Regions from separate parts of the Macaca mulatta genome. Here region 1 is linked to region 2. The links are chromatin contacts, called in public Hi-C maps. All regions are on one chromosome and are shown on one strand. Each heading gives the region's core, a stretch centred on a gene start, on an enhancer-like site or on the middle of the called end of the contact. The rest is flanking DNA. Distances are from core to core; before and after follow the strand shown. Region 1 holds the start of TBC1D23 (TBC1 domain family member 23). Region 2 holds the start of LNP1 (leukemia NUP98 fusion partner 1).

Region 1 (7,460 bases), core at 1,679-4,178, 140 kb after region 2:
CGATGTATTTTGGAAAAAATTCCATCTGACGGAGTTAAAAACATTTGCTTCAAAAAGAGAGAAAGAAAGCGAGGGAGGGAGAGGAAGGGAAGAGAAAGAGAGCGTAAAACACCTGGACGGATAGGGCACACCTGTAGTCTCCAGCTACTCAGGAGTATGAGGCCAGTTTGGGCACCATGGCGAGACCTCGTTTCTTAAAACAAAATAAAAAAAGAGTAAAGCATCCCCATTCTATAACCCATTCACCAAGCACTCTAAGAACACAGGCTTTACTGAATCTATGGCTCCCAATCCCAAAGTCTTCCTGACTCTATTCAAACCCTCTTCTGGGGGGACGATGAGAGTGCTAGGAGAAAAAGGAGAAAGATTAGAAGAGGATGGAGGGAAAACAGAAATCACTGACCATGTCAGTGTTCCTCCATTCATGAAAATAAAACCAGCAAAAATACAAAGACACACCAAAGATACAGCAATCCCACAAGAGAACAAGTGCTGTCTCTAGTAAATATTCACTCCATGTCCTCTGCCCCTGCGAACCAGGAACATGCTCACAATCCCTCAAACCTAAGAACTCCCCAGAGGCACCTTAACTGTGGAAACATTTCCCCTCACGGCACTCAATGAGCTGGTGAAGGCCAGGTTATGATACAATTCCCCGTTCCAAAACAGCAAACTTCAGGCTATAATCAACTAGGTCACTTTCTGAAAAGTGTTGTAATGTCTGTCACTGATAAAAGGTTCTTTTAATTAGTTAAAAACTTTTTTTACTATTTTTCCAGACCTATTTTTCTTTTTTCTCCTGCCATTCTTGCAGGATACCAGAAGCAAAAAGACGTATTTTTCTGCAACTTCTTTCCAACCAGGTAGTTCTCATTCTTACTCTCAAAACAAATTAGTTGCCTTGTCTACGCCCTGGCTTATGCTGTTACTCCATTCAGAGGCCTTTTCCATCTCTTAATCTGATTCTGCACTAATATGTTAGCCCCAAGCCATGTGTGGATATTTAATATCTGAAATGTGGCTAGACCAAACTGAAATATAAGGTAGATGTAAGATGCACATTGGATTTTGAAGACTTTGCACAAAAAAGATGTACAATTATATAATTTTTAAACTAATTACATGTTGAAGTATGTTAAATAGATTATTAAAACTGATTTCACCTGTTTCTTTTCAGTTTTTGTTTTTCTTTGTTTTGAGACGGAGTCTCACACTGTCGCCGGGCTGGAGTGCAGTGGCTCGATCTCCGCTCATTGTAACCTCTGCCTCCCGCGTTCTAGCGATTCTCCTGCCTCAGCATCCTGAGCAGCTGGGATTACGGGCACCCGCCACCACGCCACGCTAACTTTTGTATTTTTAGTAGAGACGTAGTTTCACCATATTGGTCAGGCTGGTCTTGAATTCCTGACCTCAAGTGATCCGCCCGCCTCGGCCTCCCAAAGTGCTGGGATTACAGGCGTGAGCCACCGCGCCCAGCTTCTTTTTAGTTTTTAATGCTGCTACTGGAGAATTTTAAATTACAATATGTGGCTTCTATCAGACAGCCCTGGGGTTTAAATCCTACTCATTCTTCAAAGCCTAATTGAAATGCTGCTGCTTTCATGAAGCTTTCCCCCAGTGACTCCAACTGCCCCAGCCCCCACTGCCAACCTCTCGTAATACTTTTAATCACGCTCACAAAGAATGAGATTAATTTTACCTTGTTATACCTCCCCAACTCCAACATAAGCAAGTTGAAGAACAAAAACTACATCTAGATCACCATGAAGTGTTCCTCTGACACCTTGGAGAGCCCAGCGCTAAGGAATGTTTGATGTCTGCTAATGGAGAGCTCAATTTCTTAATTACTAATTATCTATCCCTTTCAACGATTTCCATTTTTTTCCTCTGGGATTAAAGTCGAGGTCTATGAATGTCCTGTATTATTTTTAAAGTGCCCATGAGCTGTACACAAAGAATATAACGAACAAGTAAACCCAAAACTAATACATGTGGTTAATACACTTAGATCAACTGTAAAACTTAGACAAGCCTCTAAAGGTCCCTTTTTCAAAAGTGATGTTGTAGAACATAACAACGTACTGTGAGATCAACCATTTCAAAAGTAGAAGCCTTCCCCAAAGATTAACACTGGGTAAGCAATTTACCAAAAAATTATTGGCGGTCCTCCCCCACCATCCCGACTATAAATCAGGTAAGCATGCAAAAGCTTGGGTGCAGCAAGAGCAAAGTCCCACACTGCATCCAAAGCTCAGAAATCGAGCTGTGAGAAACGTGGTAGTAGGGGAAACGACGACTTGCGTGAAGGAGACGCATGATGAAAACTGTTGGAATGCAAAACGAGATAACAGCCGGAATAAAAAAAAAGTATACCAGCTACGTGGAAGGGATCCTCCTGGGGTCAACCTCTGAACCCTCAAGCAAAGTTCGCAGTGGTCATTTCAAAACGTCTTTTCTTCATATTGTATTTTAGTGCCTCAGATCTGCATCCAACAAACTTCCGTCTTCAGCCTACTCCAACTCCCACAGCCAGGGACTCCGGCCAAACCCAGCCCTGAAGCCACCCTCTCCAGCACACTTTGGAGACTGACGGACGACATGGGAGGACCGTTCTGAGGCCCAGCACCTGGATGACACCCCTCTCCTTGGGAGTCCCGCCCCAGTCCCTCGGGTAGAACCTGGCAGGCAGGGGGCACCCGGCAGGCAGAGGGGGCGGGGCAGGGCACCGGACTTCGCCTAGGACCGGCCTCTCCGTTCTATGCCGACGCCAGACGGCTCCTCGGGGACCGGCACGATGTTGAGAAGGAAGAATAAAGGGGCACTGGGAATTAGCCCCGGCTCTCACTCACCAGTTGTCGCCGCTCGACGTTGGCAGCGGCAGGACCTCTTCTCCTTCCGCCATTGCTGTTGACGTCCACGTCACTTTGCCGAAAAGTGGATCCCGCGCTGAGACCAACTCCGAGACCCAATGTCGTAAAAGGTCTTCGGAAGTCCAGCACTGAGCTTCCCCAGACGGGAAGAAAGAGGGAGGTGGCAAGGGACTGCAGGAACGCAGCGTCACGGCGTCCCGAGGCCGAAAGGCAGCGTCTTGGGGGAGGAGACTTGGTGGAGGCAGCTGCCCCTCCAAAGACTACATGTCCCAGGATGCCACAGTGCCGCGGACGGGGCGGGGTGGGCGGAGCTCGGTGGGAGCCGTCCCAGTTGGAGGCCTTGTGTGGTAACAGCGTCTCTTTTTGGCGTCCAGTTAGCGTCTTCATTCCAGCTTGGCGTCGAAATTAACAAAGTTAGAATTTAGAGTCCTAACTATTTGAGAAACCCAGGGAAATGGGAATTGACACAGGGAAGGCGGACGTAGGAGAAGAGCCACAGTTCAGTAATTTCCTGCTGTAGCAATTTAATTTGCAGAAAGAAGTGGGACGTAAGGAAAGGGGCAGGACCACCCCTATTTGTGAGGCCCCGTCAAAAGTGTAAGTGAAGGCCCGCATACTTTTTGTCTGAATATTTAAAAGTTGTAAATCAAGCTAAATACTAAAGGAGATACGTTCTAGCCTCCTAACTTAAATATATCTTCCTAACAGTCTGAAAGATCAAGTCCGAATTTAGAATTCTAGGACTGGAATTCCAGGAAAGGAGAGCTGCCAAAATCCTTCTCTTCCCATTCCACTTCCCCTTCACACCACATGGGCGGACACTTGGCCACCACAGGGGCCTTGGGATGAGCACACACTCAGGAGGATGGACCTAAAGAAATGCTTTTGCAAGCCCTGAAAACAACAGTGATGAAGTAGTACTGCATGTAACAATATGGATACATCTGAAAAATACGCTGTTAAATGAGCAAAACAGATTGCAGACGGATAGGTAAAGTATGGTATCATTTATATTTGGTGTTTAAAAGACAGTATATTAAAAATAGATCCATATGAGTTTAAAATGCAGGGGAATGATACATAGAAATCTCGGAATGGCAGTTACATTCAGGGAAAGGGAGGAGTTTGCATTAATTTTTTAATGTTTTATTAAGGGCCCAAGGTGGCCACATAGGTGGCCAGTATTCTTTACAGAGTCTATACTTAGGTATGGAAAGTGTTTCATAATTTTAAAGCCTATTTTTTATTAAAATAAATACAAAACATAGTACAGCTATCTCATTTACAACCAAAAACATGTTCACTCTCTTCCCTAAAAGGCAATAATACAGATCTGCATGGTACTGCACCCACTTCCAAGGTCTGGATCTCTGTAATGTTCAGTCCTCTGTTAGGGAACATTTCTTTTAACATAGAATGAGACTTTAGATGCCTTCTATCAAAAAGAATAAAAGACGTGAATCTAGGTCACATTACCATTCTAATATTCAGGACCTCCGCTGGGTCCCTTCAATTGTTGCCAGTAGGTTTTCAGAAACTTTTCAAAAAATGGTTTTAAAACCTATTCAGTCATTGACATGAGAAGCAGTTGTTCACTGGTTAAGAAGATTCTAGTACTCAATTATGATTCATTTTGAGTATAATTAAATCAGCAACTGCTTTATAGTCTCTCGTAGAATATTTTCCCATTAAAAATATGTCACTTGACATTTTTAAACAGTTCTTTATTCTGTCAAAGTAAAGTGGAAAGTTCTGACTTCTGTGTTCTTTAATGGAGCCAGAGCCAGCTTCATGGACATGTAGTCTATGCAATAGCATGAGACCATATGCTTAGAAGAACTCTGTGCTTAATTTCACAGTCTAGTGTTGCCATCTTGAAATTCTTAATAATTTGGGAACAAGGAGCCACTGGTTTTAATTTTGTACTAGTCCTCACAAATTAGGGAGCCAGGTCTAGACAGGGTCAATATCTTAGTGATGTATAACCCATTGGGGACAAGATTTCAACCGAAATTGTTTAGCGATAGTATCTTCTGGGGATTTGTGTCTTTGGTTTTTTTGTTTGTTTTTGTTTGTTTGTTTGTTTGTTTGTTTGTTTTGAGACAGAGTCTCACTCTGTCACCCAGGCTGGAGTACAGTGGCATGATCTCAGCTCACTGCAACCTCTGCTTCCTAAGTTCAAGCAATTCTCTCGTCTCAGCCTCCCAAGTAACCAGGACCACAGGCGTGTGCTACCATGCCTGACTAATTTTTGTATTTTTAGTAGAGTCGGGGTTTTGCCATGTTGGCCAGGCTGATCTCGAACTCCTGACCTCAGGTGATCCAGCCACCTTGGCCTTCCAAAGTGTTGGGATTACAGGTGTGAGGCAACATGCCCTGCCCATTTGCTCTTTATTCATCAACCTGTTGTAAGTTCTACTCAGTATTTGCTCCAAGGTCATGATATTCAAGACCTCGGACATCCTTTTTCCTCTAGTGATAACTCTAGAAATCTAGCTGAGAGGCCAAGTAGTACTTGAAACTTGGAAGGTCTTTGACTCCTTTTTCTTTGTTATTATTTTATTTTTATTTTTCTGAGACAGGTTTCACTCCCTCAAGTAGAATTTGTTAAATTTTCATAATGGACCTCTGCTTAAAACAAAACAAAAACACTTTTCAAGAACTAGAGAGGATTTCATTATGAAATCTTAGGGTGTATCCCCTACCTGCATTTGTGCATCTAATTGTAGATCCCACATTCTAATGGGAAGGTGTGTTATTTCATATTATCCTTGGATAAAATCAAATCAAAATGTATTTCTCATAACGATAAAATTAAAATGTCTTGGTTTTAAATGAAATTGTAGAGAACATAAAAAGATTTTGCATCTATTATTTGGTGTTCTGAGCCATATAATTATGTCATTTATACTGTATTACATGTACTTAATTTCTACCATGCCTACGACACAGTAGAATCTCCATAAATATTTGTAAAATGAACTAGGGAATTTTCTGAAGTACTTTTGTAATGGATTAAACTATTCACCTATATAGAAATGGCTGGTTGGGTTCAGGGACAGGTAAGGATTATGAACTCATCTGCATGGTCATAGTTGTTATGTGAGTAGAATTTAATTCAGTTTTCATTGAAATATTATTTTACCATTTGTTAAAAAGAGATGGAGAAATGATCATAGCTCTTGATCATTTATTCCATATTCGTGCAGCCTTTTCTTGACTTTTGTGCATTCTTAGGTGAAGACAAAGACCTGAGATGTTTTAATCTACTGCTACACAACAAATTGCCCCAAAACTCAATGTCTTAAAGCAATAAATACTTAACTCACAATTTCTGTGCATTCAGGAATCTAGAAGCAGCTTAGCTAGATGTTCTGGCTTAGGGTCTCTTGAGGTTGGAGGCAAGATGTTGGCCAGGGTTGCAGTCATGCAGTCATCTAAAGGCTTCAGTGGGGCTGGAGGATCCAATTCCATGGTGGCTCACTCACATGCCTGATGAGTTGGTGTTGACTGTTAGCAGGAGGCCTCAGATCCTCCCCAAATGAGCCTCTCCATGGGCTGCTGGAACATTCTTTTGACGTAGTGGCTGGCTTCCCGCAGAGTAAGAGTTCAACAGAGACCATGATTGAAGCGACAACATTTTTTTATTACCTACCCTCAGAAGTCGTAATTTCTGCAGTATCTTATTGGTCAGCTTTATTCAATGTGGGAAAGAACCACAACAAAGGCTTGAATACCCAAAGGCAAGAATCACTGGGGGCCATCTCAGAGGCTGGCTGCTACATGAAGTGATATTAAATCCTACACATTCTTCATTGTTCAGTGAAACTTGCCCCTGAGATTCCTGCTTATATCATCTCAACCCTTCTTACATTCTGTCGCCTCTCACCTAGTTTAGGACCATCAACAGGCACTCTCATCTGGGCACTGAATCATACAGCATCTTGTATTCTTTAACTCTGAGAATGGCAACTGTTTTTAAGTTCCTCTGTAGCCTCCACTGCACCAAATGCAAGGCTGAACGCATAGATAGTGCCTAAGAGTTCTTGTTAAATAACAAAATATTGATTTTTGTTTTTGCAGCTATTGTGTGAGAGTTTCAGAATTCTAAACTTTCCCAAGAATTTCCCTTTGTACCTTACAAGGACAAATGTTTTCACAATTATGGAAATTAGTTCAGTTATTTGCCTTTTTAAAAATCCCATCAGGACCTGCATTCCCAGGCTCTTTAAACTACTGAAGCTTAACATTTAATTGAATGATGAACAAAACCAAGTTAATTCCCATTCACAGATGACAAGTGAACAGTTGGCTGCAATTTCAACATCTGCTTTTAATTCGTTTTAAAATGTTGAGCAAACCGATAAAAAAAAAAAAAAAAAAAAAAGAGCTGGAAACTCTATTTCTCCATTATCCTTCTAGTAGTCGTCTTCGCTAATTGAAGTTGACTCTAAATAGGTTTTGTAGTTGGACCCAAAATAAACATTTGGATAGGGATTGACCCATTCTTAGGTTTGAGATGTTTGTGCTTTAATGTGGGAGTCTGTTTAACCCTTTGCTCATACCAATTTCGTTCCCAAATGTTCCAGG
Region 2 (6,584 bases), core at 513-3,012:
CTTCTTGACTTTAAAATTTAGAAAAACTGAGAACTAAGCATCAAATATCTATTACTTTGTAACAAACATCAAAAGAACTTTAAATATTATCTAAGTAAATCTATGGCCTGAGAGGTAGATGTTTTCACCATTTCACAGATTAGAAAAACATGCAGCAGATCAGTAAGTTCCCAAAGCCAGTAAGCGACACTCTTAATGTGCCTCTACACTACCATCAATCAGGAAATGGAGGAGAAAAGAAGAGAATAGAGCAGCACAGGCTAGGGAATGGAAATGAGATGTTTATCAAAGTATAAAAGTAACCAGAACAGATTTGTTTACTAATGCCAACCTTAAAAATAAAGCCAAACAAAATGAGGCCTTCAGATAAACATTTTTATGTTTCGAGAAAATAACACCGATTCCCTTTGGAGAGGGGAACTGTGCAGCGGGGGGACAGGGATTGAAGGAAGACTTTTCACAGTAAACTCTGTAACTTTTGGAGTTTAACCATAACAGTGTATTGCTTACTCCAATAAATAAGAAAAAGGGTATAAAAAAAAAAAACCTTTAAATATGTTTTAGTTCCTATCAAGTTTGTAATTGTTAGCATTCTACAATCCTCCAACAGGCCACAGAAAAACTGAAATTTCAGAAAACAAAAAATCCTAACTTCTGTTTTGAAAAAGGCAAGGCAGAGCTTATATTAAGGGGAAGAAATTTTGCCTTTGGGGATTGGGGGATGAGGAGGGGAGAGAAGCCGATTGCCTGCAACGATCAACTCAATTCCATTCCTATTTTTAGCCCATTTTTTTAGTCTGTTGCTAAGAAACCCTGTTGCCCGAAGGCAATTTACTAATAGGAACTTACATGAAGCAGGAGAAACCGGTGATCCTGAAATTCTTTCAAATCAGGCCATTCTATTTTAATCAATCCATTTTGGTGCCACTTGATAAAATATCTCCTTTCAATCTTTTTGTAGCTCTACTGTGATGTTGTTGCACTTGAAAGCAAAACGATCATTTATGAAATTTTAATGTAAGGCTTCTGCAAACCAGTATACCAGAAATGGAGCGCCATAGTTCTGGACTCTGATTTTCTATTAATAGTTGTCTTTTCTTCATGAAAATACCGTGAATTCCAAACAATGCCTTGCAAGGTAATTTTATGTTTTAAGAGATCTGGGGCGGAGCATCGGAAAAAGAGTTGATAAAGCTATTACAGAAACGAAAGTTTATGAATTGAAATTACGATCTGGGAATGAGAGGAGAAGAGGGCTGAGACAGCTATTGCAAAACAACCCGGGGGTGTGTGGACCTGAGCGAGATGTGGGCTGGTGTGTCACGTAGAAATCAGCTCAAGATACAAACACGTCAAGAAAGGCTCGAAGCCGGCGGGAACCCTGACGCTTCGCATTTCTACCAACTCAGTTTAAGAAATACCTAACAACGTAGAAGTCATCGCTTTCGTAATTGGAGGCGACGATAAGCCACAGCGACCACGCTCAAACCGTTTCGACTGCAGCCAACCTAGAAATGCCATTTCCACCTAGTCTTCTGCCATCGCTAACCTCCCCTATAACCTCAAATTCGTCCAAATTAAAATCTGGCTGTGTTAGTGGTAAGAAGTTCAGTGATGCAGCAGGCTTCTTCAGCAGTGAGCTCTTTCCTCATACATCTTTAAAAGTCCTTCCAATCCGTTGGTTTCCCGGGCACGCGGGCAGAAAACCGAGCTAACGGCCACAGAGGTTCAAGACGTGCCAACGTGGCTATAACGGGAAAACTGGATCCGAAATCAACCAGTAAACTGGGTAGCTAGCTCTACGCCCCGCCCACCACCCTTGCCAGCCAATAGCCTTCACAACTCTTCTGCCACTCCCGCCCATTCCAGTGCTACGGCGCTGCTTTTTCCTCCGCTCTGATCTCTTGAGTGCCGCTAGCCAGGTGTATACGCGCCCCTCCTCGGCTTCAGTAGGCAAGAGGGCCATCTGCCCTTCTCTCCTGAAAGTAAAGGGGACAACACCAGCTACGACGGGACTCCAGAAGTCAATCTCTCGAAAAGCAGCGGGGCGAAAAGAAAGAAAAAGGGTTTCCGAGGACTTCCACTCACGCCCACGCTTTGCCTTAACCCGGAAGTGATTTCCGCCCCTCCTCTCCCTCTACGGTTGAGACTGGAGGAGAAGGACGGCCAGGTCTGGCCCGGCATGCCCTGGGCTTCCGGTGACCTCTGGCCCTTTTCTGTCGTCCGCTCTCTCTGCCTAGCGTGCTCGCTCGCTCATTGCCTTCCTTCCCTCCCTCGGTCTTCCTTCGCACGCTGCTTGGTGATTGTGGCGCTCGCGACAGGCAGGGAGGCGGTGGCGGAGGACACTCGTCATGGCCGCCTCTAAGCCTGTGGAGGCGGCGGTGGTCGCAGCAGCTGCACCAAGCTCCGCGAGTGGGGTGGGCGGCGGCGGGACTGCGGGCCCAGGCACGGGGGGGCTGCCGCGATGGCAGCTGGCTCTGGCGGTCGGGGCACCCCTGCTGCTAGGCGCGGGTGCCATATACCTGTGGAGTCGGCAGCAACGGCGCCGGGAGTCCAGAGGCCGGGGCGACGCCAGCGGCCTGAAGCGCAACAGCGAACGGAAGACCCCGGAGGGCAGGGCCAGTCCGGCCCCCGGCAGCGGACACCCTGAAGGTCCCGGTGCTCACTTGGACATGGTGAGAAGTAGCCCCAGGCCGTAGAGGTGGAAACGCGGGTACACCTTTTCCTTGGTGGGCTGTCAGTGAGGGGGCTTCCCATCAGACGTAAGCTGCCAAGCGGCAGCGCAACACATGGGTTTAGGGAGACTCATTTCTGCCTGCCAGTGGAGGGCACAGGAGTAGCCCGATGACAGGTTACTGGCATTCTTTGACAATTTCCTTTTGGTTTCAGAAAAATCTTTTGCTTTTCTTCTCAGTGACACAGCATTTATTCCTAGTGTTGTAGATGGGAGTGGGGCATTTGCAAATGTGATGATTGTGTTTAATAAGTGAAGGAAGCTAAATTCCATTAACAACTGGCGTATCGTGATACGAACTGTTTCTGTGATTCCCAAAGCCTACAACTTAATCGGTAAAAGCCTTTTAATAACGAGCCACTCCCCCTTTTAGAGTGTGTTTTTGCTGGGGGTAAGTGGGCAACTACAGTGACGGTTGTTGACAAAAGCAGAAAAAAAACCCCAAAAAACTGATTAGATGGCTTTGTACATAGAAAAAGAAAGACTACACAGGTTCTAAAGAGTGAAATGGTGTTCAGTGGCATTTGTTCTACAGCCTCTGAACTGTAAGCAGAACTAGCAAGCTCCCAAGGCTCGTTCTCTCTCGGCCCGGAAGCCCCCTTGACTGCAAGCGCTCAGCGACCCGGGAACCTCCCCTGCCATGCCCCAGCCCGGAGGTGTCCTTTTACACTCCGGACCCCTTGGCCTTTCTCAGAAAACGCTCTGCACTGCACTGTCCCCTCTTGTTGCACAAGAGTAGCAGCCACAGCAGTGCTCACCAGGCTTGGTTGCACACAGCCCTCTGCCCCAGGTCCAGGCCCTACACACACATACCAAAAAAATGGGAGTGACTTCTTAAACTTTTTGATTGGAAGCATCTTAAATTCAGTTTTTCCATTTCACCTGGAAATGTACATGACCAAGCCTAATACGCATGACATAGTTTCTCTGATGTTAGTCCAAGCATTGGAGCATTTAGTGAACAGCTTTGTATGGTTTTGGTGAACTGACTGTTAAATCCTTTTGGTATCTGACAGCTGTGCAGAGAATTAGCCTGGCTGCATTTGACACTACTGGGATTGGGTGTGGTGGATTTTATCTGGGTCTGGAGTTGTTCAGTGGTAGTACCAGAGTAAGTCGAGGTCAGAGAAACGTTTGGTCAAATATCTCCCGGTTTTATAAATATGTATATACAGTTGGTCAAGTAACTTCCAGTTGTATCTAAGTGTATACACTTAAATACGTATGCAAGTCATTTCCATCTTATACTATTCATGTTGATTTTTTTTTTTTTTTTTGAGGCGGAGTCTCACTTTGTTGCCCAGGCTGGAGTGCAGTGGCTTGATCTCAGCTCACCACAACCTCCGCCTCCTGGATTCAAGCAATTCTCGTACCTCAGCCTCTGGAATAGCTGGGACTACAGGTGTGCGCCACCATGCCCAGCTAATTTTTGTATGTTTAGTAGAGATGGGGTTTCACTATGTTGGCCAGGCTAGTCTTGAACTTCTGACCTCAGGTGATCTGCCCACCTCAGCCTCCCAAAGTGCTGGGGTTACAGGTGTGAGCCACCGTGCCCGGGCGAAGATATTTTTACTAGGATGTCAAATTAGCTTTAAAGGAAGTTTTGGTATAGGAATGAACAAACTATTATCTACAGTGTGTGAGGCATTGTGCTAGGACATGAGAAAACCATATGATCTTTCCTATGGGAGGGTGAAGCATTGCCTATTTTCTAAAAGGTTTATGACTGGGTAGTAGAAGAACCTATGGACTGTGAGAACTAGGATTTCTAAGCTTTATAGTGGGCTCTGCAGCATTGCTACTTTGGGAAAGTCATTTTATGTCCTTGACCTTAGCATCATCCCTGTAGAATAAGAAGATTAAAATAATAGATTTCTTCTGTTTCTTCTAGCACTAAAAATTGATGATTCTGGTTCTGATCATTTATAATAGCTCACTGCTGCTGTTAAAAGTAGTTATGAAGAGGCTTCTTTGAATTAATTATCACTTGTCTTACATCATTTTTGGATGTCTGAAATTCTCCAGTCATTTTCTATTTCGTTTGTTAATTTAGTTTTAATCATGGAAGAATAGTAGGTAAAATGAAAGATCCAAAACGTTTTCAGTTCTGTAAACATTAAAAATAAAGATAGTTTGTATACATGAAAATCGATTTTTTTTTTTTTTGAGACGGAGTCTCACTCTGTCACCCAGCCTGGAGTGCAGTGGCGCAATCTTGGCTCACCGCAACCTCTGCCTCCTGGGTTCAAGCAATTCTCCTGCCTCAGCCACCCGAGTAGCTGAGATTACAGGCATGTGCCACCATGCCTGGCTAATTTTTGTATTTTTAGTAGAGACGAGGTTTCGCCATGTTGGCCAGGCTGGTCTGAAACCCCTGACCTCAGGTGATCCACCCACCTTGGCCTCCCAAAGTGCTAGGAATTATAGGCACGAGCCACCTCACCGGCCAAAACTAGATTTTAACATTTCATTGTGGTTTCAGCCAACCCACCTCATCCCAGGGGTTCTGTGCCATTGATGTTTAATAAAACCTAGCCGACTCCTTTTCAGATTTTAGATTTCCTTAATTCCTCTTTTCCACATTGTCTGGATCAACACTGATGAATTTAAATTTCATGATATTTCAGAGTTTTTTAGTTTTACTTTACAAATAACTTTTTTTTTTTTTTTTTGAGACGGAGTCTCACTGTCACCCAGGCTGGAGTGCAATGGCGAGGTCTCGGCTCACTGAACCTGCCTCCGCAGGTTCGAGCGGTTCTCCTGCCTCAGCCTCCCGAGTAGCTGGGATTACAGGCACCCGCCACCACGCCCGGCTAATTTTTGTATTTTTAGTAGAGATGGGGTTTCACCATGTTCACCAGGCTGGTCTTGAACTCCTGACCTTGTGATTCGCCCGCCTTGGCTTCTCAAAGTGCTGGGATTACAGGCGTGAGCCACCGCCCCCGACCACAAATAGCTTTTTATTCATCTGACTGCTGTTAAAAATTAGAATTTAAGATTGGACTCTTTGTGTTACTTAAACTGCTTTAAAATGATGTATTTTTGGCCCCAAATAAAACAGGGCAAAGAATTTGCATTTACCATTGTTCATCTTGTGGAATTTGTAGGCCTACACCTGGAATCTTTGAATTACTAGATTGTTCTTTGGTAAAGCAACAATAAGAAGGTCTTTGTGGCTTTTTTTTTTTTTTTTTAGACGGAGTCTCGCTCTGTTGCCCAGGCTGGAGTGCAGTGGCCGGATCTCAGCTCACTGCAAGCTCCGCCTCCCGGGTTTATGCCATTCTCCTGCCTCAGCCTCCCAAGTAACTGGGACTACAGGCGCCCGCCACCTCGCCCGGCTAGTGTTTTGTATTTTTTAGTAGAGACGGGGTTTCACCGGGTTAGCCAGGATGGTCTCGATCTCCTGACCTCGTAATCCGCCCATCTCGGCCTCCCAAAGTGCTGGGATTACAGGCTTGAGCCACCGCGCCTGGCCTGTGGTTTTTTTAAACGGAAATTTTTATCTTAACTGTTGGTGACCAGTAAATGTTGAAAGACTACTTTTGTCTTCTTTTAATAGTCTCGTCCTTAGAGTTATTATTAGACTATCTAAATATAATTGATCAGTAATTGTAATTGCTTATCTGTGGTTGGAGAAATTGCTATACATTTGAATAGCACCTCTAAATTGGCATCCTCTATGGGTTTCGCAACCAGAAGCATTTGCTTTCACTGATGGAAAACTGGCAGAATCCTGATGCCCTAACTGTCCTTTCTCCACCTAAGCAATAGCTACAGTTTTTAAGGGAATGAATAAATAGACAAATATTGTCTGTGTAGGGTTTGATATCAGCAAATAGAATGGAAAATC

The links. A called contact is a pair of places that touch in the nucleus more often than the background predicts.
Region 1: a Hi-C map of liver shows a contact between it and region 2, with 2.6 times the contacts expected there. The contact joins the promoter of TBC1D23 here to the promoter of LNP1 in region 2. A contact is called at or near these places in 2 of 14 Hi-C or Micro-C datasets (fetal cortex germinal zone and liver).

Annotation. Positions count from the first base shown.
Region 1 is chr2:183,312,852-183,320,311 of T2T-MMU8v2.0, forward strand. TBC1D23 (TBC1 domain family member 23) reads right to left here and starts at 2,929. Exons shown (of 18, transcript XM_077994038.1): 1 at 2,850-2,929.
Region 2 is chr2:183,176,195-183,182,778 of T2T-MMU8v2.0, forward strand. LNP1 (leukemia NUP98 fusion partner 1) reads right to left here and starts at 1,763. Exons shown (of 4, transcript XM_001093026.5): 1 at 850-1,763. It overlaps TOMM70 (translocase of outer mitochondrial membrane 70), which reads left to right and starts at 1,875. Exons shown (of 12, transcript NM_001266153.1): 1 at 1,875-2,675. The coding sequence starts at 2,352.